Linked DNA regions of Mus musculus: all the other regions are linked to region 1. The links are chromatin contacts, called in public Hi-C, HiChIP or PLAC-seq and promoter capture Hi-C maps. All regions are on one chromosome and are shown on one strand. The core of a region is the stretch at or near the end of the contact, and the rest is flanking DNA. Distances in the headings are between cores, read along the strand shown.

Region 1 (4,235 bases), core at 620-3,119:
TTCCCAGACTACAAACACAGTGTGCTTCGATGGTCTGACCCAACTCAGAAAAAACAAAACAAAACAAAACAAAACCCTAGCCTACTGGTTCCTAACCAGTGCTAGAAACACATACACACACACACACACACACACACACACCTACCCACCCGTTCAAAACTGGGACCTATTTAATCAGAATCTCTGAGTGTATAATTTGTGAATCTACACTTAAACACAAAATAAAGTAAAACAAAAATTCCCGGTAGATGTCTGGTGTTGAGCAAGTTTGGGCATCACTGACAGACTGCAGGGGAGGACTCACCAGCATGCCTTTCCAACAATTCTTCCTACCAGTGTTGTCCCTTAACTAGGCTTTGTCAGATGTTTGAAGTTGTTTTTTGGAAGGGTCCGGAGTCTAAAAGCCTTCGTAGGGGTTTGTTAAAGGCGGATCCATGCATGTCACAGTTCAGTGAAGCAGATAGTAGTTTATCTCCTCAAACTCATGCTCAGACTTAGGCTTGGATGGGCAATCATGCCATCTTTCTATACAGGCAAGGGGGACATACAGAGTGCAAATTCTCACATCTCTTCCAGACTCTTGTTAGACGATAGTTCTGTAATTTTCCAGAACATTGCTTGGCCAAGATCCCAAAGTTCTATTAATATAGTACATGGCAGGGAGTATTTGTGGTTGAAAAATGGTTTCCAAAATGAAGTTACCAACTACTTGTGCCCATTTTGAGCACTTTTTTCCCTCCTATGAAAGCAACAGGATTAAGTAGTTGCCAAATGTACACCTGTAAGCAATAAAATTAATTGCTTTGCTGTACTGTTACTGGCTATCAATCACCTTAATTTTAGAAGACATCTGCCTTGAATAATTATGCTAGTCCAAGTAGAGTTGAATTTCTTCCCGACAGCTGCTGGAGAGAGGACCCGCCCACAGAAGCCATTCCTAGTTCAGATCAATAATAGAACATTAGCATACAGCTGTAGCCAGCTTTTCACGGCTCCATTGCTTGCGACATACATTGGAGATGGTCCCACAGAGGCTTGGGACAAGTCTAGAGATATGTTATTTGACTCGTCACGGGCCACTTCAGCCTTTCTGTGAGGATCCACACCCAGCTCTCAGCAGAGACGCCCTGACCACGTTCACATCGTATGAGGCCCCCTGGACGGGCGAGCCTCGCCGCACGAGCACCGGCCGCCTGGGCCATGACTGAGAATAAGTCGGAACATCCCGTCACGATAGCGACAGTGCTGTTGAAAAGCGTTTTACTTGACACGGTGCTCGAGGCAGGCTTCCCCGCTCCGTGTCTGGGGTGCGGCCCGCGGAGACCAGGCTCCCGGGCACGCGGGCGCCGTTGTGCGGCCCCCGCTCTCCTCACAGGCCTCACTTGCGCGCGGAAGGCTGGGGCTTCGCGTTTGCTGTCGCGCTTTGTCCCGGTGCAGACCCCGTCCACCTCCTGGGTCGGCATCCCGGGCCTTAGAAAAGTTCAGCTTCTTTAGGTGTGGCGTTCGGGGCTGGGGGACCACTCGGGTCCAAGTGTGTGCCTCTGTCAGGGGCAGCCCGCCGGCCGTTGTGGTGAGTGGCCTCGCAACGCTGACTCGCCCTACCCTGAGGGAAAAGGTGGGCGGGAGGGTTAGGCAGCCTTCGAGCCCCGTTGCTATGACAACCGCAGGCAAACGGGCCTCAGGGCTCCAGCCAGCGGTCGGCCAGGCGTCCTGCGCGGAGGAGGGTCCTGGGGATGATCACGGACCCTTTTAGGAGTCTCGGGGGACCCAAACACCCGGGACCTCATTTTCCCCTGGTCTGGTGTTTGGGGTGGTCCCTTGCTGCTTGGGTCCATCTTCACTTCCTCACTCCCATCCCATGTTCGCTACAGGAAACATTTTTGAAAGTTTAATGTGATCTCACTCAGGGTAAGTGTGTGTGTGTGTGTGTGTGTGTGGGAAAACGTCCTTAAAAGCCATGGAGTTGTAAGGGCTTGGTGTCTTTTTAATTTCCTAAGAGCCTGACATCTACTAGGACCTCGTTATGTGGTAGCTTCTTAAGTCTTTTTCCTTGCACAGAGTGGATGCTCAGGAGGCAGGGCGATGTTAAGAGCAGTCTCCAGATGATTCTGAGGACAGGGAATTTAAACCTGCTGTCTCTGTTTCCTAGACGCACGTTAGAATTTCTCACACCGTTGTCGGGTGAAATGAGCCTGTATGTGGTATTGCCCTGTGAATGACAAATAGAAAGTGGTTAAGTTAGTTGTAGGGGATAATTGCACATTCGGGGTGCTCCTCACGCCTAACCACAGCGGAGGAACCTTGCCCCCCCCCCCCCCCGCTGTTTTTTGGTCTGACAACCCACCTTCAACATCAGAGCAAGATCAAGCCAGCCTATGTAGGAGGAAGGATCTGCGAATGGAATGCCAAAGCAACAGATTTTGAACTTAAGCTTGCTCTCCTTGTTCTCCAGGTCATGTCTTCAAATTGTGAGCACCACACCGAGATACTACATATCTAAAAGTCTAGTCTGTGTAAGCCACCAGTGTTCTTTTCCTAATGAATCATATATCTATATCATTTTCAAGCCAGGAATCTTGCCCTCATCAGTACCCATTTCCCTTTCTCCTATGTCCATACTGCCATGACTTTGTGTTCATTTTGTCTTCAAACCAAATATCAGATCTAACCACTTCTGTTTCTTCTTCTATCACCCTAGTCTGGGCTACCATGCTCTTACTGTGTCTCTTGAAGTTACCTTCTAATTGGTCTGAAGTCAGTGTCCCATTTTAAAGTATTCCTATTTTATCTCTTGCTCTACAGCAGGAACAATATTTAAAATTTACAAATTGATTATGCTGAGCCAGAAAAATGGCTCCTTGGGTAAATAAATGTGCTTACCACCAAGTCCGATGACACAAAATTGATCCCCAGGACCCACGTGTTGGAAGGAGAGAACAGACTCCACAAATTGTACACAAAATAGATACATAATACATACATACATACATACATACATACACACACACACACACACACACACACACACACACACACACAGCACACAGGGAGGCCCTGAATTCAATCCTAGCACTCTAAATAAATACATAAGTAAATAAATAAATTTAGGCCAGGCCTTATGGCTAGCTTCTACTTGTTTTCTTCCTGATGTAGTCTCTCAGGTAGCTGGGATTGCAAGCATGCGCCTCTGTGCTTGGGGATACATAGACTCTTCTTCAGTTTTCCATCATGGCTTTTTGTCTCACTTCAGGACCTTTGCACATGTTCCTGTCCCTGCCATTGTTGTTCTCTTTAATTAATTCTTGGTCACCCTTAATATCCCAAGGCCAAATGTTTCCTCAAAGTGATCACTATATTTGATTAATTTATCTGGAACAAACCTCCTCAAACATTGGCCCTTCCGGCACAGTTATCTCCCTTCAGTAGCATTTGTGTGTCTGGCACACGGGGGCTAGGGGCGTTAATAACGAGCTGGATGCTTGAGTTACAACTGTTTCCCCATGGCATTCAGTCGTATATGAAAATATCATGCTGTGCCTAGAAGCACAGACTACAGAACCAGACAGATGGTTTACATGTTCATTCTAGTTCTATCACAGTTCCATGCCTGAAACCCGTGGGGCTGATGTTTCATTTTATTGAAGGGTGATATGGTGGATGGATGGATCCTCTGGGATCCAGAGTGTGTATATATTGTACCCTAATGGTCTGAATAAGAATGGCATCCATAGGCTTATATCTTTGAATGCTTGTGGGTGGGCTTTGGGGTTTCAAAAGCTCAAGCCAGGCCCAATGTGTCTCTCAGCTACTCCTCTAGCACCATGTGTGCCTTGTGTCACCGCTCTTGCTCCCTGCCACACTCCCCACCATCATGGTAATGAGCTAAACCTCTGGAACTGTAAGCCAGCCACAATTCAATGCCTTCCTTACTGAGATTTGCAGTGGTCATGGTGACTCTTCATAGCAGTAGAACACCAACTAATTGAACCCTGAATGTCATCAAGTACATTAACTTTTCTATGGTAAACTGAATCCACTCTTACTTGGGATAAAGGTGATACATAGGTTGACATCAGGTTATGGCAAGGTTTAGCAACGAATAACTTACCAAAAATTTATGATAACATTTTGTTTCCATAGCATTTGAATTTTTGAATTTCAGCCTAGAATGTCAGAGTTTGTTTCAGTGTAACCTTAGTTCAGTCACCTTCTCAGTGCCTCAGATTTCTCACTGG
Region 2 (4,235 bases), core at 1,169-3,668, 500 kb after region 1:
ACTGTGGGAGTGGGCTTTGAGACCCTCCTTCTAGCCGGGTGGGACGAAGCCCAGTCTTCTTCTGGGTTCCCTTGAATAAGACATGGAACTCTCAGCTCCTTCTCCAGTGCCATGCCCGCCTGGATGCTGCCATGCTTCCCACCTTGATGATAATGGACTGAACCTCAGAACCAGTAAGCAGCCACAGTGAAATGCTGCCTTGGTCATGGTGTCTGTTCACAGCAATGGAACCCTAAGACAAGGTTCTTAACCCACAGGTATACCTTCTGTCATCTGAACACTCACCAACTTTGACCACTGTGACTGCTTCCCCCATTTCAGAGCCTTTTCTCCTAGGGCCTCCAAGATACCAGTCTCTTCTAGCTTTTCCCCTTCTCTTCCTAATCTGTTAGCTCCTCTGACACCTCAGGGTTTCAGCATTGTTAGTGTTCCCAGTTTTTGTTCTATGCTTCTTTTCTAGGTCAAGTACTGGCCCAGAAACACTTCAGTTCATGTTTATGTGCCCAATCTCTTTTGCATTATTTATGGCTCTTTTCCTGCTACAAGGGCAGAGTTGAGTAGCTGTGACAGACTGCACACAAAGCTGAAAATATTCCCTGACTTTTTTTAAAAACACAGCTACCAATCCCTGTGGTAGGTGAGTACATCTACCTCTTTATTTCAGTTACTTATCTTCTGGGGGCTAGGGCATACTTGCCCACACCTCTTTACATTTGCATCTTCACACGTACTGTTAAAATTTGCCTTTCTTTTATACTGATTAATTATGGATGTGCAACTGCTTGCCCATGGAAGTCAGAGGACCGTCTGCAGGTTTTCTCCTTCCATCATGTGGGCTCTGGGAAGTGAAGCACGGGCAGGCAGTGAAGCGCCCTGGCAGCCCTGCTTACTCAATTTTCTACTTGACCAACCCACTGGTACACTCAGGGGCACCTCACAAGGAATACCAAGCCCAAGCCACACTCTGTCCTTTCTTCTTGTATGCACAACGGCAGCTCTAGAACTCACCCAAACCCCTCTCATGCTGCAGTTCTGTCACGCCTTGACCTGCGAGCTCTATTTCCTTGCGTCCACTCTCTGCCTCTCTCTGCCTCCCCTTTGCAGGTGCTCTGCTTCAGCCCTCAATCTGCTGTCCAGGCCCAACTCAGGTCTACTACTTTCCACAAAGCAGGCATGTTCTCTAGTTTCCCCTGCCTCGGCTCTGGAATGAGTGCTGGTCATGGGCCTCTGCAGAGACCAGCCTGGAGGAGTCTTCTCAGCTCCCTGTGAGTCCTGCCCCACAGGCAGGTGACCAAACCACTGAGGGCTTCACTTCCTGCCACCCTCCCGTAAGCCTGGGATGCCAACCTCTTCAGATAGTTGGCTTCTCTTCATCTTGAAGGTTAGCGACGGACACATAATACAACAACAGTCTGTGTCCAAATGAAAAATCAGAGGAGTGAGGTGGGGGTTGGGGGTGGGGGTAGAACTTGGAGCTGAGCATATCTAGGGTTTATGAACCAGTATGTAGGAAAACCTTGGGACACGTGCCTGTCTGAAAAGTTTAGGAAAGCTAGATATTATATATCCAGAATATGTTACAAATATACCTGGTTTATTTGAGTTGGAGGAAGCTTCTGACACATCCTCTTCCCTAACATGGGTGGTGGGCACTTTCTGTTTGTGCTGGGGTGGTGGTAGGTCACTGCATAAGAGAGGGCATGTGGGTACTCTGTTTAACGGGTCAAGGGCTTTGAACTTGCTGTCATTTGAGCTTTCATTTTTGGCAGCATGCCCTCTCAGTACCACGTTGTTGGGAGTATAAAATAACATGTAGATCAAGTATCACAAACTACGCAATAGCTTATACCTACTCCTTGCACATTTCTGTGGCTTAACGGCAATTCGGCTGAATTCAGATCACTCGGGAAGGCAAGCCACAGTAGGAAGGTGCAAAAAGAGAAACAGGCTAAGAGTTCAGGGGCGATGGAACGAGAGGAATAGTAAGATGCACAGGAAGAAAACATTAATTTCCCCAGAACTCACCCAACAGGGTTCCAATAACTCGGGCAGCTCCCTCGTTGCGGCGTTCGTAGCTGTCCACGATCGAGGCCAAAATGACGGGGTGTAGCCTGACCACGCGGCCGCCCGGGAAAGGCCCCGGGAGGGCGGGCCCGGGCTGCGAAGGCGCCGGCGTCTGCGCTGGGGCTGGCGCGGAGGCTGGGGTCTGGCCCGGGGCTGCAGGCGCAGCTACAGCAGGATCAGACGAGACGGGCGCCGGGGACGCAGCGGGAGTCGCAGCCGGTGTCGGAGCTGGCGTGGATGGGGTCGGGGCTGAAGCCGGGGCTGCGGTGACGACCGGCGCCGGGGCTGCGGCTGCAGTGGCAGGAGGGACATTAGCCGGTACGGCCGGAGAAGCCATCTTGCCGAGAAAGAGAGAGAGCCTAGAACAGAAGAGCGTGAGTTGGAGGAATTAGAAATTTGATTGGCTAAATTTATACCACGTGAATCATATCTTGATGACTATTGGACATGAAATTTCCGGCTAGTTGTAAGTTTTAGTGCGCGGTGTGCGCTTTAATTTCTGTCCGATGCGCACTCAGTGTGTAGGAGTCCAGAGTAGTTCCTAGTAACTTTAGGACTTCCTGGGGTGGGAATGGGGAGGAAGCAACTAGCAATCTACACAGTTGCCACCAGGTGGCGGCACAGAGTAGTGTAAAGGTCGCAATTGTTTAAGACTTAAATGGATATTAAATATCAGTCTTACAGGGGATTCACTGTTACATCCATTTAACTTATTAATCAATGAATTAAAATTTGGACTCAGGATCTACTTTGCATTCCACGCCTAGCCATATAGGTTAGGTTGGCCTGGAACTTACCTCAACTTTCCTGCCTCTGCTTCCCGAATGCTAGGACTATAGGCAGGAATCATCATGCCTGACCAATAGTGCTTTATTTGTGATGGCTTCATAAGGCATCATTAGGGAGGCATATTCATTCAACAATTTAAATGCTTAATATGCACCAGACTCTCTCTTATATGCTAGGGTATATAAGTGAACTAAATAGCAAAGGGTTGCATTCTCTTTGGGGGAGAGAAAAGGACTAAATCCTACATTAGGTTAGAAAGTGCTTCGATACACAGTAAATTATTATTACTATTTGACTGTGCTATGAGAAAGAAATGATCAGTGGAGGTTATGAGAGCATGAAAGATTATGAAGGGTTAGAGTAGGATACAATGAGGGTATCAAGTTGGAGTGGAAACTTGAAGAATTCAGGCAGCCAACTATTATTTGGGGTTTTGTAGGGAGAGCTCTTCTGGTGGAGTGAACAGTTCATGTAGAGGGCTTAAGGTGAATGAGAGCAAGACTAGTACATTTAAAGAAAGAATTTGGTGGTTAAATGGCATTATCAAAAGAAAGGATAGATCTCTAAGCAGGGCCAGGAGCTAATTATGAAGACTCCTATGCTGGTACTGGAGAGATGGCTCAGCGGTTAGGAACACAACTAGAGTTGTGAGTAGCTGTAAGCCACCAACCAACCCCTTCCCCTTGCTAGAACCTCAACGCAGATTCTCTGCAATAACCTCTTCCAAAGGTCCTAAGTTCAATTCCCAGCAACTACACAGTGGCTTACAATCATTTGTAATAGGATCTGATGCCTCCTTCTGGTGTGTCTGAAGATAGGGACAGTGTGTGTGTGTGTGTAATAGATAAATAAATATTTTCATTTTTTATTTTTATTTTTTGGTTTTTTGAGACAGGGTTTCTCTGTATAGCCCTGGCTGTCCTGGAACTCACTTTGTAGACCAGGCTGGCCTCGAACTCAGAAATCCGCCTGCCTCTGCCTCCCGAGTGCTGGGATTAAAGGCGTGCGCCACCATGCCCGGCAGATAAATCTTTTTAAAAAGACTCCTATGCTATAAAAAAATTTGGGCAGTAGAAAGATAGTTCAGTGAGAGAGAAACACACACACACACACACACACACACACACACACACACACACACAGAGACACAGAGAGAGAGAGAGACAGAGAGACACACAGAGATTCTCTGTTGTTGCAGAAAATCTGCATTGAGGTTCCAGCAAGGGGAAGGGTTGGTTGGTGGCTCACAGCTACACACAACTCTAGTTCCAGAGAAACCTATGTCCTCTTCTGGCCTCCACAGGCATTGCACTCACATGTACATACATACCCAGTCACAGACACATGCATACACAATTAAGAAAATAAAATCTTCAAAATAC
Region 3 (4,235 bases), core at 714-3,213, 470 kb after region 1:
GCAGAGCCCTCCCTTTGGGGTACACTGTTGCATCCCTAAGAGCCTACAGGCCAGGCTCAAGGGACACCATTTTCTTTGTGAGATTTTTCTCTAGGCTTCACAGTTAACCTGCTCTGAGGCTGTGTGGATGGGAGATCTCTGCCACAGGGCCATACCTGAGCCCCCAGGTTCTGTACAGAATGTCTCTTTAGGCTCAATTCTCACCATCCAACCTATCCATCAATGTTCTATGACCAACATCCATGGGAGGCAAAAGAGAGTCTCAGATGCACCCTTTTCTCTAGATTTTTTTCCCTTGGCAGAGCAGGCAGATTCCCCAGGTACATGGTGCACCTGGAAGGCCCTCCTCAGCGGGGGAGGAGAGCCTATCCTTTTGCTTAGTGTATACAGACAGAGCTCAGCCCCCTCCTTTGCAGGTAGTTATTTCTGACCACCCCTCTGTCTAAGAAATGAATCTTAGGAGTCCCAACACCAGCAAGCTACAAATGATGCACTGATCAGTAGTCATGGACAAGACTTGTCTCCAGCCTGGGCTAGGGGACTATGATATGAACAATGCAGAATGGGAGCTTTAGCATCAGGATCCAGTCAGTAGTAGCCCTAGGCTACAATGCTGGTGATAACTCATCCCTGGAGAGGTCCAGCTGAGAGACCCAGGGAAGGCTGGTAAAGCTGGGCCTCTGGGCCTTTCACCAGTGCTACTCGGATGGACAGGGGGCAAAAGGACCACAGAAGATCTGACAGGAGCAAATCAAGCTCACAATAGTCAAAGTAATACAGACTTTACCTAGTGGCCACACCCTTCCCTAAACTCCACCTCACACATATACACACCACAGCATGACCAAAGAGCCACCCTCACTTCCCCACCTCCCCACCTCCCCACGCAGCCTCTCCTGTGGATGGCCTTCTCCAGAGACAGCTCTCCCTCCTCCCCAGTCAGCTCACCCAGCGATTTCCCTTCCTTCCTTCCAGTATTTCCTCCGGGATGTTCTCCTGAGGAGGAAAAGAACAGGTGACTCTCCACACGCTTGCCAGCTCACCAAGTTATTCCCACTGGTTGCCTGGCCACACTGTGGTCACTCAAGGCCTCCTTTAGTGTCCTGGTTTCAATAGCTTCAGAAAGTAGATTAAGTGATGGATCAGGTGGAGGTGATTTCTACAGGATTGCTCACTCTTTGGGCAGTGACTGGCTGTGGTTGTGAAGCTGGGTTGGGGTGATGGAGAACTGGCAGAAGCTGGATAGAGGAGCCCTCCAGGAGAGAGAGAGCAGGCACAACCTGGAGTAACTGGAGGTTTAAGCATGGGGCAGAGGTCCTCACTTGAGGGGGGTTGGATCCCTGAGGTGCTGGGCACATCCTACAGTATGGACCTATTTGATCACATGCTTAGAGACTATTGAGCTTTGTGAGGCTGGGGGACCCCATGTGTTAGGGGAGAGGCATCTAGGGAGAAGGGGAGAACTCAGGACAGTAAGGAGTGAGGGGGGATGGTTAGAATGTAGAAAACAGGAATGAGGCCTGTGAGTGGTGGGTGGAGCTCACACAAGGGCAGGTCCTTGGGCCAAACGCAGGGAGGGCGTTCAAGCGCTTACCTATCTCTTCGGTGGCCCCGTTTCAGGGGCCCAGGTCTCCTGTTCTGCTTTGAATGCCGAGATCCCATGAGCCGGGGAGTGCCTCCTGGGAACAAAAGTCTTGTCTGGGTGGAGGAGTGCAAACCCAGAGAGAAAGAAAAGATATCCTGGGCCCATGATGGCCAGAGGATGGAGTGAGTTTGGGGGATGGTCCCGGCATCAGACTATACACAAAGCCCTGGAGTCTGTTGACAATTGTGTCTTCCTTCATCACCAAGGCAACAGGAAAGCTAACGACTACCAACACTGGTTAATCGGGACACAAAACCCTCTGTCTCATATCCCTTCTAAGCTCTTCAAGATCAGACTAAATTGTCAAGGTCTCGGGGCTATGTCACATAGGGATAGCCAACTGCTGGTTTCCATGGCAACGGAGAATCTGTGTGTCCCTGTGTCTGTAGGTTACTATGGCAAACCAGGCTGCACCAAATGTGCTGAGGTAAAAGACCTCATTTGGAAGGTCCACAGGCAGATGGCGCGGGCACTGCTGGCCTCTCTGTGGGTGGCTCTGTGCCAGAGGGCAGGCTCCAGGGTGGGAGTACACACAGCATGCTTTTCAGAAGCCACTGAGAACCAGATTCTCTTGTCAGTCTTCAGTCTCTTGTTTCCTCGCACCACTGGAAGTACACACAGCAGGCCACACATCCTCACATTAACCCCCTACACTGAGAACACCTGAGCCTGCAGGCTGTACAGTCTCTCCCTATCGCTAAACCCCTTTCTCTGCCTGCTTTCCATACCTAACAACAAGATGCTGCACAGCACTTGCCACTGGAGGGTGCCCTTGTTGATTTCCTATGTGCCTACCCATTCAGTCAGGCCACTGTGGCACCATCTTGGCTTCCTGATTTGTTCTATCCATTTTTGTTTACCGTGGCACGTTCTGATGTTCTCTACTGAGCATCTTTGAACCCCACCTATTTCTCCCCCAAACCACATCTGGATTAGGGTCTCTTCTCTGGCTGATTGGAATTAGGATAATGTCTACCGCCAATTTGCTCCTCTCAACTCCATCCACTAGCGGCACCTGGGAAAGGTGATGCTGATCTCTCTCTTCAGGTACCCTCCGTGTCCTGCTGAATGCCTCCAACACTCCTACTGCCTCAGGACAGACTGTGCTAACATCTCAGATGCTCCTGCCAACTCTCCAGCCCTCCCAGGGACACTGCCTCTTGTCTTTCCCTTACCCAATTGCTTCCCTAACTCCCAACTCACTTCTTTCCCTCTTGTTCTCCCCCACTCACCCTGTAAATACTACATCCTGAATGCCTGCAAGGGTTAGGAACAATAACTAAGAATTTCTAATAAAAATGCCTGAAGCCTATCTTTGGGGGCTAACTTCACCTTTAGGGTGAAAAGGTGACCCCCAGATATGAAACCAGATGTTGCTGATTCCATGCCAATGGGACTCCAGAGATCCAGGTCTCTCGTCTCAAAGCAGACAGATGAAGTCTTAGAGAGGAGTCAGGGGAGGGGTGCAGACAGTGAGACCCATTCTATTTGCTCTCACCCACTCCAGAACACAAAACCATCACAGACCATCAACTGAGATGGTTTCTCACCCACACCAGGTATCACAGACAGAATGTGGGGCTCAGAAAGGGAGGAAAGCCAGAGCCAGCCTCTGGGCACGGCACTGTGTATGGGCACTTTCCAGGTGGGGAGTGTGTATGATACAAATCAGCCCACTAAGGCACCTGCCAAGGCTTTGGCTTTTCCCTATCCACCACGGAGCACACAGTGCTTGTACCGGAAAGGGGAGATTGCATCTCTCATAACCTTCCCCTGACTCCACATGCTTTCTGTCCTGTCTCAGCAGACGAGAAACTTCTAGTTAGAATCGACAAGCTCTCAGAACTAAGCTCAGACCAGTACTTTCTCTAATTTTCCTTGGTCCCTTCCACAGTCCACAGGGTTAAGCCAGGAGAAGCAGGTCACACAGAAAGGGTGAACTTAGCAACTGAAGCCAGTTCCCTGGAGGGGCACCCATGCTTCTCACCTTGAGGCTGCTCTGGAGGTTCAGCTGCTACTGAGGCTTCTGCCCATGACACCCTGGAGAGGATTAGGGAAGGATGGTCAAAAGTAATCTTGGGGCTTGGTAAACTGCAGACCTCAGGATCACACCTCCCAGAGGCTAGGTAAACTGCAGACCTCAGGATCACACCTCCCAGAGGCTAGGTAAACTGCAGACCTCAGGATCACACCTCCCAGAGGCTAGGCAAACTGCAGACTCTAGGATCACACCTCCCAGAGGCTATCACACCTCCCAGAGGCTAGGTAAACTGCAGACCCCAGGATCACACCTCCCAGAGGCTATCACACCTCCCAGAGGCTAGGTAAATTGCACACCTCCCAGGCACAGGGTCCCCTGACCTTGAGGTGATGGACAGTGGCTCTAAAACCTCACACTTGCATAACTCAGTATCTAGGTCTGTACACTGCCAGGTCTTCAAGCCCAGGAAAGAGCTTTGGTTCTGGTTCTGTCCTCTAGGGTCCCATAGACCTTGTGTGTTTGAGCTGTCGCAGTACTCTGCATTTCTTTCTTTAGTGGGAAGCACACCCCTCTACAGTGGACACTAGTAATATTTCACAGACAGGCTGA
Region 4 (4,235 bases), core at 600-3,099, 320 kb after region 1:
TCTCAACTTGACACAAACTAGACTCATCTGGGAAGAGGGGATCTCAACTGAGAAAATGCCTCCATCAGACTGGCCAGCAAGCAAATCTGTGGCACACTTTCTTGATTGATGTTTGATGTAGGAGCATCCAACCAACTATGTACCACCCCTAAACAGGTTATCCTGGTTATTATAAGTAGCAAATTGGGCAAGCCATGGGAAGCAAGACAGTAAGAAATGTTCTTCCATGGTCCCTTCTTTGGTTTTAGACTCCAGGTTTCTGCTGGAGTTCATGCCCTGGCTTTCCTTTGTGATGGACTATAAGCTGTAAGATACAGCTTTATAAAGGCACAAGCTCTTCCCTCCCCCAACTTGCTTTTGGTCATGTGTTTATCACAGCAACTGGATGCAGACTAACGCACCCCAAGCAGCAGATTCTGGAGCTGTGGCAAAGCCTACATATTTGGTACCTCAAGGAGGATCAAATCAAGTTATTCAAACATTCTGAGAGGTGGCGAAGAGGATTTATTTTGTCTTCTTTTCTAAATATCAAGTCAGCATCCCATGCAGTTTTCTAGAGTGTGGGTATAAAGTATGGACGACCACGGGCTCCCACTGCTCTCCTGCGTAGATCACCCCAGGCTTCTGGAGAGGTTCAGGGCAGCAAAGACACCACGTAAGGTCTGTTTACTGTATCAGAGCTGCAGCTCCCTATTGGAAGGCAGCCTTGTCCATGGTTTCCCACCAAGGAGCAGAGTGGTCTAAAGTAGAGACTCTAGCACCTTTCAGTCTCTGGAGTGGCTGCTATGGCTTTACATCTTCAAGAGAGTGTCCCGACCTCAAAGAGACAGTAGGAGACTAAAGGAGGTAGCAGATCAAAAGTGCCTAAGGCAATGTATGCCATATAATAGATCCAAAGTTAACACTAACCTGTGTACTATTATTGTTATTACTATTATTAGCAGAATGACATCACAAAGAGGGAGACTGGGGTTAGAGAAAGGAGTGTTCAGGCTCTGTACAAGGATCTTCAAGCTGCTTGTTAGTGGGCATCCCATTCCTTCAGGTGTTCACATAGACACTGGATGGCCCTGGTCTCCATCTCTAAGGAACACCACTCATTCTTAGCTAGATGATTGATGTCCTTTCTACAACTTTAAAAAGGATAGATTAACAGATACAAATAGTATTTATGTACCATCCATAACACAATGTTTTTGAAGTACACACACATCGTGAAAGGGAGAAAGCTAGGTGATTAACAAATGTATTACCTCACCTGGTCTCTTTCCATGCCTTTTACACCTGGAGGGGTATCCACAACAGTCTTTTGGTCTATTTGTGGTACAGAAAAGGGGGGGCATTAAGGTACTTCCACCCACTGTCTGCAGTAGAGGACCCCAGAACTATTTCCTGACTCATGTCTCCATGCAGAAAAGCGCCCCCTCCTTTCCTTTTCTGAACACAAACAGCAGGAGAGGGACCAAAATGGGGCCAGGAAGAGGTGGCTTAATAAAAAATCCCAATAAAGCTTTGCAGCCCCTGGTGGCCAGGGGCAAAGCCTGGGCACAAGCTTGCCATAGACCCTCCCACCAGGGGCCCTAACTAATATTTCCGGAGCCTCTGCCTGCCCCTGGCTTCATTAGCCATTCAGAAGGGACAAGAGGTCCAACAAGGCTCCCCAATGCTGCCTGACAATATTGTCAAGCTGCCCACTCCAGCCCCACCCCAGTATACATAGCCTCCCACTCCAGACTGGAGGAATGGGCTCCATGCAATCAGCCATTTGCCTATGGGACCAACTGGGTCAACTTATTGTGGCCACATGCCAGCTCCAGGGAGTCAGGCAACACTGGTTCGGAATTTGGAGGAAAGACTTATTAAAGATCAACAGAGAGGCACGGGGGCACTCGTTCCCTCCCCCAGAACAGAGAGAACCAGGATTGGTTCCAGTAGCGAAGGTTTGGGTAGATAGGGGCAGACCCCCAGGCCAGAGTCGCTTGCTAACAGAGAACCTCCTCTGGCAATCCAGAACTGGCCGTGGGGCCAGCTCTTGCTGTGTTCCCTCCCTCTACCCTCTCCTAGAAAACACAATGCCTTTAAGGAGTCCAGGCTGAGCAAAGCCAAGCCTGCCCAGTTTCAAGACAGCTAGACAAAGGGCTCGTACAAGATTGCCCCGAGTGCCTCAGCCCTCAGCTGTCTACAATAGGCAGGAAAAAGGAGTGCAGACTCTGCAGTTGAGCTTAAAAAACAAACCTGTGAAATAGAGAGAGGTCCCCTGTTCCCCCTCCTCCAGTAGGAGCAGGAGGGGCTGAAAACATTTGTTCTGAGAGAGGATGGGGGGGAGAAAACCCTAAGTGCTTCTGCTTGCTTTTTTTTTTTTTTTTTTTTTGCCAAATCATGCAGAAGATGCTGGCAGCTGCGAAGATTCAATTATGCACAATGCGAAAAATCATTTACAAAAATAATGGCACTCAAAAAAAATGGCCTCTCCAGAAATGGCGTGGAACAATAAATCCGTTAATTAGCTAATTAATATTCAATTGGGGTCAGTGGGCTTAATAGAACCTTTCTTGGAGACCCAAGAAATTCTAAACTGCCGAGAGGCGTCTGCCCACTGCCATTATCTCGGGCTAGCAGGCCCTTATCGGACTGCCAGCTGTCCCCAAACAATACCCGTCCTTATCAGCTGGGGCAGCAGCCCTGGCCGCTCACTCTGGTTGCCTCCACCCAGAGGAGCATGCAGCCTCTTGGTAATTGATATATGGCTCAGCTTTGTCTAAGGCTGTTTGCTCTGCTGGTATTTAAGGCAACGCGGGACCCTCTGATTGATTGCCATTGGCCAAGTTTCTGCTGTCAATGACAACCTGTCAATGGGGGATCAGCCAATGACGGTGGCTAACATTTTTCATATCCCAACCATCTGGGCCAGGCCAGAGGCCTGACATGCAGCTTCGTGGCCTGCTGGGTTTGGCCTGACTTTTGTTGTCTCCCTAAAGCGACTTGGGTTTGTGGATGTGTGAGTAGAAAGCCAGTGTCCCTTGCCTTGCTTTGTCATTCTTCCAGTCTTTCTTTCAGGAAAGAAAGAGGTTGGAGCAGATCCTTACTACTCCAAACATGTCCCATGAGCTTGCAGCTGCCATTGCCCGAGAGCTTCAGAGAGATTTCAGACTTCTAGAGTTGGAGCTTATGGAGTAGAGATCTGAGAGTCTATATTTATTATATAGCTTAGCTCTCTGGAAAACTCTCAAGCTGAGATTTAAGAAGTGGTTGAAAGGATCACAGTTCAAATCTCTGGTTGTGTCTTAGGATCATGTGGGCATGAGGAGGTTACTCTGCTGTCTTGGGGCCTCCTCCCCTCAGTTCCGAGACACAAGGTATTCCGAGAGAAGTAGGATGGCAGTCACTGTCATGGTCATGCCTGTGGGATAAGAATGCGCATGACCAAGGGGGTTGGCAAGTTCTGGTTACACAGAGCTCCAGGAATCCATCAAGAGGTAGAATGTAATTCCATAGACTGTTTCCTGTGAGAAGGAAGGGCTTCCAAGGCTAGTCCCCAGATTCTCTGAGACCCATAGCAGGCTGAATCTCCACTCACCTCCTCCATGGGATGGATCATGCAATCAGAAAAAGAGGAGGAAGCAGAGGAAGCCAGTGAAGAAGAGGGACTTACATTTTGCAAGGACTCAAAGCACAGGGCCATTATAGCAGTTATTTTTCTTGTTGGTGTAAGCAAATCCTTGACAAGAAGCAAGTTAAGGAAGAAAGGGTTTTCTCTGACTCACAGTTTGATGCTACAGCCCACCATGGGGAAGGCATGGCTGCAGGGATGGGAAGCATTTGGTCACATTGAATCTACAATCAGAAAACAGGAAGAAATGAAAGCTGGTGTTTAGCTTACTTTCTCCATTTTACTCAATTGGAGACCCCAGTCCGTAGGATGGTGCACCTACATTTAGGGTTTCCTAACCTCTGTGAACCTAATTAAAGTTTTTATAGGCATTTCCAGAGGTTGGTACCCTGGGTTGATTTTTGATTTTGTCAAGTTGACCATCAATACTGACGATCATAGTTAGGTTTCAGCTACTTGACTTTCTAGGGAGACAGTTTCTTCAGTGGTCCTCATTCCTTCCTCACTCCATCTCTTTATTTACCCCACTTGCCTATCGCTCTCAATGCACCTTCCCAGGCCTGCTCTGAGAGGCCTTATAGTCCCATATGTCTCCCTTCTTCCTGCCCTCCTTAGCCTAAAATCC
Region 5 (4,235 bases), core at 614-3,113, 300 kb after region 1:
CTGGGTGCCAGGGTTATTGACAACCACATGGGTACTCGTGTACCCAGAGCTCCTTGCATGCTAGGCAAGCACACTACCAACTGAGCTGCAGCCCCAGAAAGCACTGTAGTTTTAAAAGCAAGAAGCCTCATCAGGGGGCATATATCACTCTCCCAAAGGAGCCAGGCATGTGCCCTGGTGAGTTGTTTATCTCTCTGTGACTCATTCTCTTCTTGACTGGGGATGATATAAGTGTTGACCTCACAGGGCTGCCTTGGGATCAGATGGGGTGAGTTTTTTGTAAGCTCTTAGCCTGTCCCTGAGCCACAGGTTCAGTTAGGGTTAAGGTTAGGCATTGCCAAGTGCATTGTCCAGTGAGGGATGCAGTTTGGCCTTTGACATTGAGATAACAGGGACTCTGGGCGGTTCCAAGTGACTGTGTGAGAATACACAGCCCACGACAAGCAGAATTCAAGAAGCCTCATCAGGGCTTCTGAAATTTAGGCTTGTGTGGGTCTGGAGGCTTTGTTAGGGGCCCATCGTGGTGCTCTAGGGACTCTGGTGGGAACTTGAAATGGGTGTAGGGCGATGATGTCTACACCTGACTGTAGGTTACATAGCCCCCCATGGGGAGTAAGATGGTTTTAAAGCTCAGTCTGGCAGGATCTAGATATGGTAGTCAGTTCTTGACTAGGCCCGCTTGCTGTCCCAAGAGCTAGGGAATGGGCTAGCCTCTGGGTGGAGGCAGCTCCCAGGCAGGCCCTTACATCCTCTGTGCTCTTCCCCTGGCAGGCTTTTTGGCACCACAGGAAACTGTGCTGCCTGCAGCAAGCTGATCCCAGCTTTTGAGATGGTGATGCGGGCCCGAGACAATGTGTATCACCTTGACTGCTTCGCCTGCCAGCTCTGCAATCAGAGGTGAGTGCCAGAGCCTCAGCCAGCCCCACACACTACCCAGACCCGAGCCTGAGGCCTGCTGGCTGAGCCAGGAGCGCTGAGGAGGCGTGCAGACAAGTGTGACTTCATTTATGTATGTAGCTAAGTATGCATGCTTTGCTTATCATACATGTGCATGTGTGTATATCTACATCTTATGGTCAGATGTGTACACTACAGTATTAGTGCACTATGTAGGTGGTAAGTTTCTACATGAATTGAATGATGGGGTATGTGTGTGTGTTTTCACTATGTATATATATTGTACATAGCATAAAGTATTTGCACATTTGAGGGAGGAGTTGTTTGTTCCAGAGTCTCGAGTATCCAAGGCCACCCTTAAACTTGCTATGAAGCCATGGTTGCTGGGACTGTAGGAGTGTGCCACAGGTCCAGTATATATGTGCTTGTGTTTGTATTGTAAATGTTTGTGTGCACACGAATACTAGTACATGAGATAGGTGTTTAGATGTGCATGCAACTATAATTATTCATGCATAAGAGTTTGTGAATACTGTATGTACCTGGTGAGGTGAGAATTGTATGCATGTTTTAAATGTGTGTACTGAGTGTACTGTATCTGTGTGCATGGGGTTTTGTGTCCTGTCTTGTGAGAAGGGGTTCCCAGGCCCATAGGGTAAGAGATATCTTTAGGGAATATCACTCCCCCAACCCCCAACTCTACTCATGAATCTGGCTCTGCCCCCCCCCCCCCCACCTCTTTTGTGGATTTCTGGGCCCTATTCATTATCCCAGTCCTGGGGGAAGACTTGAGGGACTTAAGGCTAGGAATTTACCATCAAAAAGCAGGAACTCTTCTTGGGAGCCCTCAGGTCAGGTAGGAATCCATACAGATATTTTCAGGTTGAGGTCTAGAGGGACCTGCAGGGAACACTAGACTGGCAGAGAGCTCTGGCTAGACGGCCTACCAGCAGGGTTCTGTGAAGTTCCATCGCCACCTGGTGGTTGAACTGAGATCCACTACTGGGACTGAGTCAGTGACCCAGGAGCTTAAAAGTCTTGGCCACCAGGGGACAATGTCTTTAAGGGGAAGCTTGAAAATTCTTCAGTACTTCCAGCAGACTAAGAGACCCAAAAGTGATCTTCCTGGGCTAAAGAATAAATTGTGGACTGTGGTCTCACTCGTAAGAGGCTGTGAGCCTTAAGCTGAGAGGGCAGAGGGATGGAAGCAGCCATGTTCTCCTTCTCCCTACCTCCCCTCATCTCTTGGTCTCCATCCCTCCACTCTCTAGTTCTGGTCCCCTAAGCTCTCCCAAGCTGCACCATCTCTGGGACCGGGGTAAGGCATCTGCCCTCGCCCTGCACCTCCTCACATGACCTGCTGGTGGGAGGCCTGTGGCTTGACCGGCTACCTATCTCACCACGCCAGGGTGCAGGGGTCTGCTGAGAGTAATTGACCAGGCTCGCAGTGCCCTGGCATTTCCTCTACACTCCCTGGGAGGTTCCAGCCAGATCAGCAGCAGCACCGTCAGCCATGCATGCCCCACCTCCTGGGCCAGGCTGGGACCTCCTCTCACTGGAACCTCACCTATAGCCCTCTTTTCTCTTGATTTTTTTTTTCTCTAGATTTTGCGTGGGAGACAAATTCTTCCTGAAGAACAACATGATCTTGTGCCAGGTGGACTATGAGGAGGGGCATCTCAATGGCACCTTTGAATCCCAGGTTCAGTAACGCCCACCATCTGGCCTCCAGGTCCATCTGTCCGTCTGCCCACCTGTCCACCTGCCTGGCAGGCCGGCCAGCCACTCTGCCTGCGCGGGCTGGCCAGCCGCTGTCCTACAAGTTAGAACTTCATCCTCGATGGGAAGGTGGCTGTTCTCCACCACCACTGCCCATCTCTGTGGGACCCCTCCTGGGGCCAGGCTCAGCCTGTACAGTCTGTCTTCTGTATATAAATGGGAACATTTATTTTATGAGAAATGTAATGCGATTTTATTACTGGCGTGGATTAAACTTATGAATGTTTCCGGGGACATGACTGCATTGTTCACATTACCGACACAAAACTGCACCTCCCTACCTTCTGCCTCTGGTGGGCGGGGCATGGAGAAGCGACCTCCAGCCTATGCTCTTGCCACAAAGACGCAAACAAGCATGGCTTTAGGGACCAGAAGAAGGGAATCTTTCAAAGTGCCCCAGCCACACATGAGAAGTGGGGTATGCCTCCCTCCCTGCAAAGCATACATCCTAGCCCTATGCAAAGCCCTGAGAAGAGCGGCGCTGTGACACTCTGTGTACTTTTAGACCAACCCTAAAAGTCACTGGAACCCCTAGCAAAGTAGCAAGATGGGGACCCATGCTCTGGGTCCACAGTAGAACCCCAAATCCCAAGCCCCATATCATGACAGTACCCTCTTAACCCCTTTCCCTTTCACAGTGACAGATAGTGTTTGCTGGGACTGACCTGGATCCTAGTATCTTGCTTATCAATCAAAACATTCTGTTTCCCTTGAGCTTGTCTATGCAGGCTCGAGACAGTCAGTCAGTCACTCAGCAAACCTCAATCTACTCCAAGTCTTAGCCGTATGCCTCTATTGGAGCTAACACCAAGGGAATCAGGCATGGGGTTGAGTCATTGTTGAGACACAGTCTCTGCTCTTGAGAAGTCTGCTGGGGACCTGGAGGTCTGAAGCCTAGGTAGGGGGAGAGAGAAGAAAACCAGGAACACTAACAGGGCGCAGCAGGGGAGGCAGACTGCTTCTGGGGAGAGCTGAAATGAGCCCATTCCCCGCAGCAGACATGGGCCATGATGACTGACTCTCAAGAGTCCGGGACAGAGGAGCCAGCGGACATACTCTCAAACAGACACATGTGTGGACAGGCAGCAGAGACAGGCAGGCGAGCCAGCAGGCAGTCAGCCCAAGCCAGGAGACAGCCAGACCTGTGGCAGACAGTCAGACAGGCATTTCTGTCTGCCTGGCTGAGCTAGGCTCACCCGGGGTAGCAAGGATAATGCCACAGTACTGGGCACGGAGCCTGGAAGGGAGCAGAGTAGGTAAGGAGCATCAGTGAGAAGCCTGGCCAGGGAAGGCCGTGTGGACAGGCGCTCCACCCAGACCCTTTGCTTTCTTCCTCAGGGCCTATTTTCCACCTGGCCACAGCCAGGAGCCCAGTGCTAATGGAGGAGCCTGACTATGGCCTCCAGCTATGGCTGCCCCTCCCATATCTATGCACCAGGCTCACTTCTCCATTCTCAAGTGTGGAGACAAGTCTCTCCGGCGCCTGGAAGAGACTGCTTCTATAAGTCCGGGTTTTGTGGCCAGAGGAAGGAATAGGTAGGACCAAGGATCATGGTGTA
Region 6 (4,235 bases), core at 915-3,414, 260 kb after region 1:
GGCAAGCATTCAAACACATGAGTCCTCCTACTCAAACCACCACAAGATTTGAGGTTGTCCTTTGGTCTCTAGATGTGTGAGCCCACTGACATACACACTGCACCTAAGTGTGCACGAGCACACACATGCATGTACGCCCACACCCACACACACCTGCAGGTGCACACACAAACATACAGGAACACATACACACATGCATGAGAAGATTGTTTAAATTTTAAAATCACATTTACTTATTTAGTTGTTAGGGCAGAGAACACATGCCATGGAGGTCAAAGGACCACCAGCAAGAGTTGATTTTCTTCTTCAGCCATCTGGATCCCCAGGATCCAACCCCAGTTGCCAGACTTGGCTGCAACTGCCTTTTGCTTGCTGAGCCAACTCTCTGTGAACTCCCCCCCGCCCAACCCGGCATTCCCCCCAAAGATTGTCAGAGCAGGAAAGGCACAAGGTAACAAACATTTGGCATCAGGAAGATGATAATCTGGAACTGCTTAGGATGGAGAGAAAAGGGAATTGGCAAACCAGCCACGGCATGGGTACACCCAGGGCCTCAGCACTGCTGGGTATCTAAGCAGCCAATTTGGAGGCACCCTCTGAACAGCCTTCTTTTCATCACTAAATTGAACATAATTTGTGCAATAATTTCAGAAACTTTCCCAGATACTTTGAGACCATGTATAAAGATGGAGGGGGGGCAGGGGGATCGGTGTGACTCTCCCTATTCTCCCCACCCCTCCATCAGAATGTGTTTTGATAAGTGGGGGCTTGAGTACAGCATAAGGACTACTAAGCCCCCCCCACTCACCAATTAAAATTTTTAAGCCTCCATGGAAGGAGTGAATATTAGTTTCCTGATTTATAAAAGCCAAATGGATTAAGCTCATTCATTGCCCGAGGAAACAAAAAGGAAATCTTCAATACCTCTGTGCACATTGAGAACTCGAACAATACCAGTCTTTGGAAAGCAGAAACCTAATTTGGGGGAATCAATTACCCTCTGTGTCCCTGCCTCTGTGGGCTCTCTCCCTGGCTCCCTCAATAGAGATTTCCTGGGAGGTAAAATGTAGAGTTGGTCCACTATAAGCACACCCTCTCTCCAGCTTTGAGACTGGAGGCGAACTAGGATGGGGTGGGTAGAGCTGCCCCCGTGTCAAGCCTGTGTGAGAGTGGGGGCTTTTATGGTACATTGAAGCGTGAGGGTAGCATTGAATGGGAAGAGGCAGTGAGGGGGAAAGGAGTAAGGGGCGAGGTGGGGTGGGAACTTGAGGGTGCATGTGGCAAAGTCCAGTCAGAGCAGGAGCAGGTGACTGGGGAGGGGGTAGATATTGTGGAGTAGGCTGGCTCCAGCTTCACCCACACCATCCTCACTGCCCTCTTTACCCCCTACTCTGCTCCTGCCTGGCTTCTCTTTTGTAGTCTGTGCTTTCCAGGGTTGTAGCTGCAATTGCTGGGCTATAATGAAAAAGGAGGGGGTAGTGTGGCAGGGAGTCACATTCTCAAAGTCATACTCTGAGAAGTACTCTGCATTCCTGCGCTGGGTCTCTAACCTTAGTCCGCAGTCCCAGACCACACCCAGCTCAACTCATACACGGAGTTGGAGTCCCACACTTACACCAGAACGTTCTTCCGTTGAATTTGCACACTCCCACACGCGATGGCACAAATGCCACCCTCCCCACTGGTCATAAGCTGTCTCAGCGGCCCACCACCCCACACATCCCTCACTCAGGCATGCGGTCACACAGGCACACACACATGCACAGACTCCCTCACATGCACACACTCAGGCTGTGCTTTTGTGTTTTGTCAGAATTAATGAGAAAAGTTCCCGTGCCCTGCGGGTAATTAGTGTCCTTGGAGTTAAATAAGCTAATGGCGGGCACCTCTGGCCCAAGCAATTATGTTTGTGTATTGAATAATTGATTCAAAGGGGGGGAAGGGCCGCTAATCAGATCTGAGCATAATGAATTGATTTAATTAACAGGGGAGTCTGAGGGGCCCTGGGAAATGCAAGCTGCACTCTGGTGAGAGCGAGCGCAGCAGACTGCAAGCGGGAACCCAAGCGCGCGGCTGCGGCGGCTGCTCCGGCCCGGGCTCCGGCCCTAGCTCGGGTTCAGGCTCCCGCTTGGCTCGGGCCGGGTCCCAGTTGCTCAGCCCACGCGGCCGCGGCCCCGCCCGGCGCCCGCCCCTGAGCGCGCCGCGCCCTCGCTCGCTTGCTCCTTCCGAGCGCCCTGCCCGCCCGCGGCGCTGCGCTCCGGGCGCCGCTCCGTCCGCCCTCCTCGGCGGCCACGGGGCGCGGGGCCCACGCGCGACCGCGGGAAGCAGCGCAGTCGCCCCGTAGGTGACAGTCCGAGCCGCGAGTCCCTTTGCATCCTCCGCCCGCACCCGGCTGGAGCCGCCTGGGGACTATGGTTTTGGACCAAGAGGACGGTAGGTGCTCAGGGACACTTGGGAACAGCGGGGGCTCTGCCGAGGCTACCTCCATCCCGGTGACAGAGGCCCAGGCACCGGTCTCGACCGCTGCTTGGAGCCTGTTGGCGGCTTCCCGGAAGCTCGGAAGCTGGACGTGTGCCCTGTGTGTGTGAGTGTATGTTGAAGGTGCCAGGAGGCTCTGCGCCGCCCCGTGTTCCTCGCCGGGATGAGGAAGTCTCCCCCCCGCCCCGCGCGCATCCTGGAGCCTGTTAGCTGGGCACACTGCAGCCGGGAACTTTCTCTCTCGCTCTTGCCCCATTGCAGGCATCCGGAGCATACAGAGAACCCGTGGGGTGCGGGCTTCCCGGTTGTGGTTGTACCCACCGCCAGCCACTCTCTGGGCCTCCTTGAGTATTTTCATGTTTTTCCATACCGCAGTGTGAAAGGGAGCCCGAGAGGGGTGCTCAGAGAACTTGGCGGATGAAGGTGTATTCTAAATAGTTTGGTCCTTGGGTCCGCCCAGCCTTGCACCTGGGGACTGAGACTTCAGGGCCTACTTGGTGGGTGGTGTTATCTTGGCCCTCTGCAGGGCTAGGAGGTTGCATGCCATCAGTTCACCCAGACTACATTAGTGAGTATCCTGCTGGTTAGGATAGATGGGTGGACTAGACAAGAAGTTTGGGGCCTTTAGGGTCTCCTACTGTTACCAGATCTACCAGACTACCAGGTCCGTTTGTATTAAGAATCTCATTTTCTCTCATTTTTGGCCAGGTGGGTTGGGGTTGGGGGAACCCAGGATAGTTAAGTGTCTTGCTCTGCAGCCCAGGCTGGGATCATATTGCTTTTCTTAAGGAGCCCCGACCCCTAAGACTGCTGTAAACTTTGGGTCTCACAAAATCTAAGTCTACCCTTGGGTCTGACTATTCCCTCCCCCGCCCTCCCCCTCCCCCCAACTGCACTGTAGTTGTCTGGAGAAGTCATCTCTGTACCATCCTCTGGGCTGAGGACATTCATGCCTAGAGTATGACATAGTAGGACAAGGAGACTCCGAAATTTAGAGTTGGGAGCTGCTAATCACTAGGAAGAGGGTCTGTCTGTCTGGTCTCTTCTTTGGTCCCAATAATTACTTGTCTTGTCCTACCATCTTCCCCTATAGTGATCAATTGTCCTGGCTTGTTCAGGACAGTCTGTTTTAGCATAGAAAGTCTGGTAGCAGAGGAAATCCCCGAGTCTTAGGGCAGACCTGTGTCCTTCTAAACCCCTAGCTGTTTAGGGGCTCGTATACAGGGGTGGGGTGGCTCTCATGGAGGGGCAGGGTAGATTTGTGCAGATTTGGCTTAGGCCTTTCTAAGGCCTAACAGTTTATGACTGCAGTTTCTGAGAAGGCCTCTCTAGACTCCCAAAGAGGGAGTTTGCCGACGGTGCACTTCTCCACTGTAAGCTGGCTGCAAATTCCTGTGCATTGGCTGCTTTTGTGCGTGTAGTGGAAAGGCAGAGCATCAGAACCTGGCCAGCAGGCATTCTGATGGCACGGCAAATGATGCTTTACTCTGTCCTGTGGCTGCCACGTGCACAGGGAAAGGACCCTTGTCACCCCTGAATACCTCTCTAGTAACCACTTGGTCAGTGTGTAACCCCATCTTGGAGATAACGTCACTGTGCTTCAAGAAAGGCCCTCGGGGCTCCGGCATGTTGGCCAGCCTCTGAAGATCTCTGGATTAATCTAGCCTGCCTGGGCCCTTAGGCATCCAGTGAAACTGTCCCCCACCCCCAATGCAGGAACCCTTTTCTTTGGATGTTTCTGCCAGGTACAAGGATGA

What was found. Promoter capture Hi-C pulls out the DNA fragments that hold promoters and counts their contacts. Hi-C and Micro-C count contacts between places; a contact is called where the count stands out from the background. HiChIP or PLAC-seq counts read pairs in DNA pulled down with a chosen protein or histone mark.
Region 2: a promoter capture Hi-C map of hippocampal neurons shows a contact between it and region 1, with 4 times the contacts expected there. The contact joins the promoter of Eif3f here to the promoter of 1700095J03Rik in region 1. A contact is called at or near these places in 4 of 39 promoter capture datasets (HPC-7-derived erythroid cells, cranial neural crest, embryonic stem cells and 1 more), 1 of 15 datasets of contacts at CTCF or cohesin (large pre-B cells), 5 of 484 Hi-C or Micro-C datasets (the N1E-115 cell line, cerebral cortex, cortical neurons and 2 more) and 7 of 115 datasets of contacts at active chromatin or transcription factors (T-cell acute lymphoblastic leukemia, acute myeloid leukemia, astrocytes and 4 more).
Region 3: an H3K4me3 HiChIP or PLAC-seq map of embryonic forebrain shows a contact between it and region 1, with 4 times the contacts expected there. The contact joins the enhancer-like site here to the promoter of 1700095J03Rik in region 1. A contact is called at or near these places in 18 of 484 Hi-C or Micro-C datasets (the G1E-ER4 cell line, the HL-1 cell line, LSK cells and 8 more), 3 of 115 datasets of contacts at active chromatin or transcription factors (astrocytes, embryonic forebrain and embryonic hindbrain) and 2 of 9 other capture datasets (adipose tissue and embryonic stem cells).
Region 4: an H3K4me3 HiChIP or PLAC-seq map of embryonic basal ganglia shows a contact between it and region 1, with 5 times the contacts expected there. The contact joins the enhancer-like site here to the promoter of 1700095J03Rik in region 1. A contact is called at or near these places in 20 of 39 promoter capture datasets (the 3T3-L1 cell line, the C10 cell line, the HPC-7 cell line and 11 more), 11 of 484 Hi-C or Micro-C datasets (the Patski cell line, cerebellum, cochlea and 4 more), 10 of 115 datasets of contacts at active chromatin or transcription factors (bone marrow-derived macrophages, differentiating embryonic stem cells, embryonic basal ganglia and 7 more) and 4 of 9 other capture datasets (adipose tissue, embryonic stem cells, liver and 1 more).
Region 5: a Hi-C map of the N1E-115 cell line shows a contact between it and region 1, with 5 times the contacts expected there. The contact joins the enhancer-like site here to the promoter of 1700095J03Rik in region 1. A contact is called at or near these places in 24 of 39 promoter capture datasets (the 3T3-L1 cell line, 3T3-L1-derived adipocytes, the C10 cell line and 14 more), 9 of 15 datasets of contacts at CTCF or cohesin (CD8 T cells, the G1E-ER4 cell line, embryonic stem cells and 4 more), 220 of 484 Hi-C or Micro-C datasets (the 3T3-L1 cell line, the 63-12 cell line, the AML12 cell line and 110 more), 26 of 115 datasets of contacts at active chromatin or transcription factors (PVALB interneurons, Th17 cells, astrocytes and 15 more) and 4 of 9 other capture datasets (adipose tissue, embryonic stem cells, liver and 1 more).
Region 6: a promoter capture Hi-C map of hippocampal neurons shows a contact between it and region 1, with 6 times the contacts expected there. The contact joins the promoter of Lmo1 here to the promoter of 1700095J03Rik in region 1. A contact is called at or near these places in 23 of 39 promoter capture datasets (the 3T3-L1 cell line, 3T3-L1-derived adipocytes, the C10 cell line and 15 more), 1 of 15 datasets of contacts at CTCF or cohesin (stem cell-derived epiblast-like cells), 5 of 484 Hi-C or Micro-C datasets (the N1E-115 cell line, cortical neurons, embryonic stem cells and 2 more), 17 of 115 datasets of contacts at active chromatin or transcription factors (bone marrow-derived macrophages, craniofacial prominence, embryonic basal ganglia and 9 more) and 5 of 9 other capture datasets (adipose tissue, embryonic stem cells, liver and 2 more).

Annotation. Positions count from the first base shown.
Region 1 is chr7:109,436,252-109,440,486 of GRCm38.p6, reverse strand. 1700095J03Rik (RIKEN cDNA 1700095J03 gene) reads right to left here and starts at 1,869. Exons shown (of 2, transcript NR_152110.1): 1 at 305-1,869. It overlaps Stk33 (serine/threonine kinase 33), which reads left to right and starts at 1,434. Exons shown (of 14, transcript NM_054103.1): 1 at 1,434-1,570.
Region 2 is chr7:108,932,598-108,936,832 of GRCm38.p6, reverse strand. It overlaps Eif3f (eukaryotic translation initiation factor 3, subunit F), which reads right to left and starts at 2,418. Exons shown (of 8, transcript NM_025344.2): 1 at 2,026-2,418. The coding sequence starts at 2,401.
Region 3 is chr7:108,970,234-108,974,468 of GRCm38.p6, reverse strand. Gm32309 (a long non-coding RNA gene) reads left to right here. Exons shown (of 3, transcript XR_003946849.1): 3 at 2,693-4,235. Among named protein-coding and RNA genes, the nearest start is that of Gm39067, 18 kb to the right of the region's middle. Within about 2 kb of position 1,963, at least 29 of the 459 cell types and tissues checked have an H3K27ac peak or open chromatin away from gene starts, as enhancers often do. A contact at or near this core is called in cerebellar granule neurons, cerebellum, cerebral cortex and 1 more, where this site is marked.
Region 4 is chr7:109,113,600-109,117,834 of GRCm38.p6, reverse strand. No RefSeq gene overlaps it. Among named protein-coding and RNA genes, the nearest start is that of Gm44781, 27 kb to the left of the region's middle. Within about 2 kb of position 1,849, at least 36 of the 459 cell types and tissues checked have an H3K27ac peak or open chromatin away from gene starts, as enhancers often do. A contact at or near this core is called in the HPC-7 cell line, embryonic basal ganglia, embryonic forebrain and 1 more, where this site is marked.
Region 5 is chr7:109,137,244-109,141,478 of GRCm38.p6, reverse strand. Lmo1 (LIM domain only 1) reads left to right here. Exons shown (of 4, transcript NM_001302205.1): 3 at 772-897; 4 at 2,503-2,914. The coding sequence ends at 2,608. Among named protein-coding and RNA genes, the nearest start is that of Gm44781, 3.5 kb to the left of the region's middle. Within about 2 kb of position 1,863, at least 4 of the 459 cell types and tissues checked have an H3K27ac peak or open chromatin away from gene starts, as enhancers often do. A contact at or near this core is called in the N1E-115 cell line and stem cell-derived neural stem cells, where this site is marked.
Region 6 is chr7:109,173,136-109,177,370 of GRCm38.p6, reverse strand. It overlaps Lmo1 (LIM domain only 1), which reads left to right and starts at 2,164. Exons shown (of 4, transcript NM_001302205.1): 1 at 2,164-2,433. The coding sequence starts at 2,412.